Linked DNA regions of Mus musculus: region 1 is linked to region 2. Evidence: chromatin contacts called from public promoter capture Hi-C data. All regions are on one chromosome and are shown on one strand. The core of a region is the stretch at or near the end of the contact, and the rest is flanking DNA. Distances in the headings are between cores, read along the strand shown.

Region 1 (3,955 bases), core at 165-2,664, 190 kb after region 2:
TGGCCTCCAGCTTATCCCTACAGGACCGGACACCCCAGGGCTGTTTAAAGGAGCCCCACATGCTGACTCCTCTGCCCAGGCAACACGACATAGAGGAGAGGACAATGAGTCTCGGAGGACAGAAGCCCTGGCTGTCTCCCTCCTGAGTCAGGACAGAGCATCCTGATTCTGTCTAGGAGGGAAGGAACCCTGGGCGCACCGGCTCACCATCACAAAACACTTACGGTTTGGTTTCTGACAGTCTTCCTTAATGATGTGGTAGATCTTCTGCTGCAGGTCTTTGTCTTTGGTGGTTACCTAAAAGGAGAATCCAGAGAGGAAACGTGGTTTGAGAACACAGCAGTGTGTCACTCAGAACTCAAGACCAGCCTTCGAGGCGGTTCTACAAATCCCATAGCAACGACAAGCCTCCCCCATACGCCCTCCCTCAGTGATTCTGATGCGTGGTGGCCGCTGCAGCTCCGCTCTGCCCCTAAGGACACAGCTCTCTCAGGAGCTGGTTTGTTGGGGCCAGAAGGGAAAGCATAACTGGAACCCTGTGCCTTGAAGGGGCAACTGCCCTTTTCTACACTGTGGCCACTCAGACAGACACTCCTCTTCCTTGCCCAGTGTTTTTGAAGGAGCTCCCGCAGGTTCAAAGTTTCCTCCCTGTCCCAGCCTTCTTCCTCTCGGTCCCCTTCTTGTCTTATATTTCTTTAGTTCCTCTTCTTCTAAGCACAAGGAAGAATTAAAGAAGAAATGGGCATGGGGAAGCCAGCAAGCTAGAGAATCCAGCTTATCTACAGAAACGCTCTCTGCTCTTGTAGGCACACCCACAACCATGTTTCTCAACTAGCAGCAGGCTTCACCCTCAGCTACAGGCAGTAAATTTAATAACACTAGAGAAGAGAGAGGGGAGAAGAGGGAAGGGAAGAGGGAAGAGAGGCAGAGAGGGGGGGAGGGAGAGGAAGCAAAAGAAAAAGAAGGTGAGGGAGGGAGGGAGGAAGAGAAGAAAGGGGAAGAGGGAAGGAAGGAAGGAGTGTGTAAAAGGAGAGAAGAAAGAGGAAGGAGGAAGAGCCAAGTCTAAGCATGGGAACACAGCTGAAGAACTGGGTACAGGAAACAGCCATGGCCGCCCGTGAGACCTGATGACTTCGGACTCACAAGATTAGTGTGAAGGTCAACCATGGGTGCAAACAGAGCTCTGGGCTCTGCTGTAACTATGTCCCCAGCAGGGCTTCAGGAGAAAGGAAAGCCACAAATCAGGGATGAGTGGAAGGGAGGGGTCAGCCACAGAAGGGGCCGTGGGATCTATTCCTGTTTGACTACCCCTTCCAGCTCAGGGTGATTCATTCACAAGAGGAAGTGCCCAACCCTGCCACACCTCGCCCTGGGCAGCTGCAGTTGCCCTGGCTGCTTCCCAGGGAGGGTTGCTCTCTACAGACAGACCCTCACAGAAGCCAACCCAGAACAGAAGGAGGCACAAATCTCTAAGAGGGCTCCAGCTGAACTTAGTGTGACAATGGCCGCCATGTCCTGCTTGGCCCCTCCCATCCCGGGATGAGTGGACAGCACTGTGTTATACTGGCTTACCTCTCAACACTGTGGAAAACCCCTCCTACTTAAATAAATAAAACCTGGGCCTCTCCACAGAGGAAATGACCTGCTAAGTAGACCTCTAGCGAGTCTGCAAGCAGGCAGGCCCAGCAGCCTGTCTCCAGAGCTCTCATCTTATTCTGAAGCCACTTCTCCGCTCTGGACACGAGTGGTCCTCTCTCAGCTTACTGCCTCCAACATCAAAGGCATGCAGCAAGAGGCAGACTTCTACCTTGAAAAGATGGAGGCAAGCAAGCAGCCGTCCCGTTCCTCAGAAGGGAGGCTGGCAAGCAAGGCCTTCAGGGAGGCAGACTGGAGTTACCTGAAAGCTTTAACTAAAGTGTCCTTTGCTCCGGGCGCTCTCCTGCGTGAGCCGTCCTTGGAAATACCAACACAGATTCACACAGAGAGCCACACAGATCGAGTCAGGAAACACTATTTGTGACAGCAAAAGTCGTACAACCGTAGTGTCCGTCCGTCCGTCACAAAGGAATGGCTAGAAAGTTCTGGTAAATACTCCTGGTCAGAAAGAGTGAGGCAGACTCGCAGGTGCCGGGACACACGGGCACAGGGACAGACGGTGGCACTGCAGGCTGTGCGGAGCACTCTTCACAGCAGTGGGACATCTGGTGATGCCCGAAGGCATTTCTGATTGTCACAACATACTAGGTGCTAGTGGCATTTAGTGTGAGAGGCCAGGGATGCTGGTGGAAGACACAGGACAGTCTCCAGTGCATCAGCATCTGCACCAGGAGCTCTGAGGATGAGGCCTTCTCAATTAGAAGATAGCTCACTCACTCTTACTCCCTTCCCTTCCGTTCCCCCTTCCCCTACCCTTCCTTCCTTTCTTAAAAAAGCCATAGGGACGTGCTTGTATATCTGTCAATGTACAGATAAATATTTAGACGGCCATTGGGCTTCAAGTGGCAGCATGGATCCGGAGTAGTGGCACACACCTACAATCCCAGCCGTGGAGAGGTGGAGCCAGGAGATTAGGAGTTCAAGGTCAGCCTGGGTTTACAGAGTCAGACTGTTTCACTGGAGGAAACAGTTACATTGTGAAAGGGTAAGAGGTCGCTTTCACCCCGACTCACTGTCTTAGAAACTGGTACTATTCCTAAGCCTAACTGTACTTGTAACGGAAGCCATGAGGGGAAACTAGGCTGCAGGTCTCTTACGTAGTACAGCTTATCAGAGCCACTGTCTCTCTGGAACACGAGTCCTTTTTCCTGAAGCAGCTGGAGAGCATTCTTAAACACTCTCTGCGCTACGCCAGAAGTGCCACTGTCCTTTAACTCCACCTGCACAGGGAAGAAAAAGAAATGTCTCATCTTCCATTACCTGCGACTAACTCCCAAGCCCAACTGGTTTATTATGAATTCACCCAACAGGCTTTTCCTGTGCTGAGTCAGCGTGCTCTAGGCATGCGTCAGCTGAGCAGGCCGGCATTTAGGCAGGGTCAGAAGTCTGCTCTGGAGGGTCACACTTGGTAACTGTGCTGAACTTGGGTTCTGCTCTGACTGATCACGGCTTTGCCCCCAGGCTGCTGGGCGATCTTTCCCATGAGCATCAGCTCCCTCCTCTGAGAGGCCGGGTCAGCAGGGAAAGCACTCGCAGCCATAGGGAGCCAACTGCAGCTCAGCTCCCAGGAACTGCAAACAATACAGGACGCATCCTCTCCAGAGACTGCCTCGCGGCCTCAGGATGTGCTGCCTAGCCTGTTTCAAAGGCCACAGTCCTGAGAGCAAGGACACCAGGGGTCCCTTCTGACAAGCCAGCCGCTTCCGGGACTGAGATCTGTGTTTTGCTCGTCACTTTCAAAAGAACAATGACAGACACGCACGGTTCAGGAAACCAAAATTGCTCACAGACTGAAGCAGCGACTTGGTGCTCAGGCCAGGAACTGGGTGGCTTCCTGAAATATATATAATCTGCCCGCCCAAACATAGTCAGCATTCATCTAGCTGTCAGAGAAACAATGGTCCTGTAAGATCTGCTTATCATGTTTCTGGATTTGCTAAGAAAGGCGACGGTTAGAAAAAAAATCAGAAGGGAGAGACGGGGAAGTGAGCAGCCATGAGTGACAACAGGGCGCCCAGGGCTCTCGGGTTTCTGCATCGCCCGAGCATCTGCAGTCTCCCAGGGCGCTATTAATTGAGGGACACTGACATCCCAAGCAGGGCAATTTGACCAACTGATTCATAATTGATGGAAGAAATCGTTTTCAAAGAGAAACAAATACAGCGACAGATCAGTTTCTTTTTAAATATACAGCACTACACAGAAACAGTCTTCTGCTCTAAGCTTCTTCAAAAGGATACCACGTCAAAACTCCGCCACAGAACATCCTGCCTGGGGGAGTCCTGACGTCTTTCCAGTC
Region 2 (3,856 bases), core at 898-3,397:
CTAACTTTTCTCTATCTGCCGAGTGTGCCTTTTCTTGCCAAGGGCATCAAGGGATTTTGATCCATTCTGCAAAAACCCTGGAGCTAGCAGATCCTGCCAAGCCATGGGCATGGTCTCTGTCAGCTCCTAATGACAAAGTGGCCTGCTGCAGGACCCCTTCTGGACCTGGCTTCATCCAGAGCCTGGGCCCTCTTCCCAAGTCCTGGTGGCTTCCAGCTCAGCAGGAGGTGGTCAAACTCACCACCCACTCACTGGCCAGACACTAGCCAACCTCCCACAGGGCCTGGCCCTTCCTCAGACATCTTGCTAGGGGTCTGGGGACTCTGGAACCTATTGTGATGTCATGCCTGCCCTCTCCACCAGCTGGCTGGGTCCTCCCACTCCTGCCTGGATCCTAGCTGGCAGACACACAGCTCGACCAGGGAAAGCTGTCATTGGGCATCTCTGAGCTAAAGCTACCATCTCTGGGCCTCAGATGGCACGGGGTCAGTCCCTGAATGAGGGAGGGATGCTTCCATACCACCTTGGCCTTGCATTAGCACAAGCCAGCTAATTAGCCTCGAGCCAGGGAGACATTCTTCCACCACCAGGCAAACTGCTGGCCTGCAGCCCAAACCAACAGGGGAACTTCAGACTCTTCGGCCCTCTCCCTCTCCCTGCCAGATGGAAATAACGTATAGCTGCAGAGGTGGGGGGAGGAGGAGAGGAACAAAAACCCAGCCGGGCCCAGGAGCCAGGCTGGAACCAGGAGTGGACACGCACTCACCGCTTTCGTTCTTCTCGATGACATCTACCACCTCCCCGGCCTGGAGGCTCAGCTCCGAGTTCTCTTGTTTCTTATAGTTGGACACCACCACGTACTGTTCCAGGATCATGGGCTCGGCGTTGGTGTCGGCACCTGGCGAGGGCAGAAAGCACGCGGTGAGCCAGCGGCCGGCTGTAGCCCCGCGGCCGGGGCGCCCTCTGTCCATCGCCCTCGAGGGAGGCTGCTCGGTCGCCAGCTCTGCACCGCGGAGCAGCCCGTAGCCAGGGCTCGCAGCTTGCCGGGCCCCAAGGACAGGCCATATAGCAAGGCCCCACACCGGCCCGCTGCACCGCGGGGACCGGGGGACATGGGGAGCCAGGGGCCGGGGGGGGGGGAGGAGAAGGGGGTGGAGAGAGGCAGAGACAGGCAGAGACGGAAGCCAAGGAAATTGAGGGAAAAGCCTGCTGCTGCGTGCGAAGCGTTAGTCACAGGCCGGCATGGGGGAGTCTGCTGAGAGGCCCGGGGCCTCCCATCTCTCCAGACTCTTGGGCTGGCCGGGGTGTGAGAGCGGGACCACAGGAGCACAGTGGGCGGCCCATGAAGGCTGAGGCCAGAACACAGGGGCGAGAAAGAAGAGAGAGGGCTGGGAGGTCCAGGAGGCTGGCTGCCTCTACCCCAAGCCTGTAAACCCGGAGAGAAAAGGAGCGGGGCTCCCCTCAGGAGGGAGAGGGAGAGAACTCCACAGCCGAGGTCCAGCAAAGAGTCAAGAGGCTTTGAGGCCGCCAATCACTAGGGCTTACTCGCAACCCTTAAATAGAAACACATGAGACCCGTCGAATGAGGAGCTGGGGGCGGAGGCAGGGGATGGGAGGAGGGCCCAGACTATTTACTTGAAACCCAAGAAGAAAGTCCCAGCGCCAGCGCTGGCGGGCCGAGCGCCCCTCCCTCCCCACGCCAACTTTTCCCCAAGTTCGGCTCCATTCCTGTCCTCCTGGTTCTCCAGGGGCCAGGCAGATAGCAGCTTTAGGCTTTCCAGAGGAGCCTTCCTGGGTCTCTCTGCCATCTCAGCCAGCAGAGGCTGCCCGGTTCCCCTTGTCTTTAAGTGCTGGGAAGTTTTAAAAGCCTTGGAGTCAAAGGCCAGGGTGTATCAGAGAGAGGGCCTGTGAGTCCTGCTTCCAGGAGCAAGGCAGTTCTTTGTCCTGTTTGGCCACTGTATTGGTGTGACATTCATTAAACAAGCACCAAGCTGGCAAATGGACAGGCTGGGTGCCATCTCGGCTTAAAGGGTATATGGCTGGATGTGCCGTCACATCTTTCCTGCTCTTCAACTGATACTGTGGACACTCCCAAAGACAGTATGCCCTGCTAGCCTTATACAAATCCACAAGCCAGAAAATGACTAATCACCTCTTTCAGGAAGCCTTCCCAGACGCTCCACCCCCGAGGGAATTCCTAGTACATTTCTTACAACCATATAGTTGCCAGTCAGTCTGTAATTCCCACAGTAGTGGCTGAGGCAGGAGAATCAGGAAGGAGTTCAACATTAGCCCGGGTTGCCAGTCAAGAAACCTGTCTCAGAACCAAAACAAATGCAAACCTCTACCCATGTTCAGGAAGGCTGGGGCTTAACACCACTAGTGTGGCCATACAAATGGCCTGGCGTTTCCAGTCTCTTGTGGTGCCTCACCCCTCGGACACACCCCTCCCTCTGCATGACTGAGTCTGACTCACATGCCAGGCAGGTATGGCTTCAGTCCACCTCGAGACGGCCCTTCTCTTCCCGTTTACCTCATAAATTAATGAGAGGCTCAGAGAGGAGCTGAAGAGGCACATGTAGTTCCCACAGCTCATATAGAGACAGCCGAAACACACACTCATGGACTTTCCGAAGGTTCAAGTCCGCCTCTCTTCTAATCACAGAATTCTGGTCTGTTTACACACACACACACACACACACACACACACACACACACACACTGTCCTTCTGACACAATGACCCTTTGCTTAGACATGTCACAGGAGCCTTTAATCCCCAAACTCTCATGCCCAGGCTTCAGAGAGCCAGTTTTAATGGGTGGGGCCTCAGTGTGAATCACTTTGCATAGCCCATCTTGTCCCACGGTTCAGATATGCAGCCAAAGTGAGAGGCACTGTTTAGACCTCTGTGACCTTTGTGAAGAAGGGTCTTTCAGGGTCTGTGGCCAGAAGATGCTAGGAGATCAAAAGAGGCTCTCCTGGGAGAGCCTCCCATGGGCCTGGTACTTTTCTCTCACAGATGTGGGGCTTTGCAGCCACAGCCGTACCCTCTGGAGACTCAGAAGCTGAGGTGTACCCCATGAGTGCACACAGGCAAGCCCCAGGCAGCCCCCTGCGAAGCCAGAATTGTATTTCAGGCAGAAGCACAACCCAACAGCTGGGCAGAAGGGCAGCCCCGCCTCTGTACACACAGTTGGCAGCTTCTGCACCAGCTAGCAATAGACTGGGCATTGGGCTGACAGGCGCCACCCCCTGTCACCCTCTCGACTGTGCCCTAGGGGATATAAGTGCTTGTCAGTGCAAGTGTAACACAACTAAAAAGCAGCCAGACACCGAGAGGACCTTAAGTGTGAAAAAATGAGGGAGAATACAAGATCCAAATGGGGGCGTGGGGGCCAGCGGCAGGAGTTCTGTAGCAGTTGAGAGCCTCCAAGTCCCGGCAGCACCACTCATGCAAGTCCTCATCAGGGCCTCTTGGGGTCAGTCCACACTCAGCACCCAACTGCAGCACAGTTCCCACAGTAGGCTCCACACAGCCTCGTGTTGCACGTGTGCAACGTGAATGTCACGAGAGGAAGCAGCCTCCTCAGCTGGGACAGACAGTACCCGAGTCTATGCCACCGAGCACATTCTTAATTCCTGCGGCACACGTGGCCTACAGGTGCCGCTGATTCTTAGTCTCTAAGAAGGACCCTGCCCCACCTGCATCCTCAGACACCTGGCACACAGGTGGCGCCAGGTGAACACTGGAGTTTGGGATTTTTACAGATCCATGCTGTTATCTCTGTTGACTAGCCCAGGCATCCATCAGTGGTAGACACTGAGTGTGTAACAGATGTACTTCCAGATAGATGC

Evidence for each region. Capture Hi-C pulls out chosen DNA fragments and counts their contacts.
Region 1: a promoter capture Hi-C map of adipose tissue shows a contact between it and region 2. The contact joins two enhancer-like sites. A contact is called at or near these places in 3 of 115 datasets of contacts at active chromatin or transcription factors (the NIH/3T3 cell line, embryonic stem cells and pancreatic cancer cells) and 4 of 9 other capture datasets (adipose tissue, embryonic stem cells, liver and 1 more).

What each region holds. Positions count from the first base shown.
Region 1 is chr19:47,507,582-47,511,536 of GRCm38.p6, forward strand. Stn1 (STN1, CST complex subunit) reads right to left here. Exons shown (of 10, transcript NM_175360.3): 8 at 2,754-2,876; 9 at 225-297. Among named protein-coding and RNA genes, the nearest start is that of Gm19557, 3.4 kb to the right of the region's middle. Within about 2 kb of position 1,415, at least 212 of the 459 cell types and tissues checked have an H3K27ac peak or open chromatin away from gene starts, as enhancers often do. A contact at or near this core is called in the NIH/3T3 cell line, adipose tissue and pancreatic cancer cells, where this site is marked.
Region 2 is chr19:47,313,269-47,317,124 of GRCm38.p6, forward strand. It overlaps Sh3pxd2a (SH3 and PX domains 2A), which reads right to left. Exons shown (of 15, transcript NM_008018.4): 8 at 767-898. Among named protein-coding and RNA genes, the nearest start is that of Gm29834, 28 kb to the left of the region's middle. Within about 2 kb of position 2,148, at least 230 of the 459 cell types and tissues checked have an H3K27ac peak or open chromatin away from gene starts, as enhancers often do. A contact at or near this core is called in the NIH/3T3 cell line, adipose tissue and pancreatic cancer cells, where this site is marked.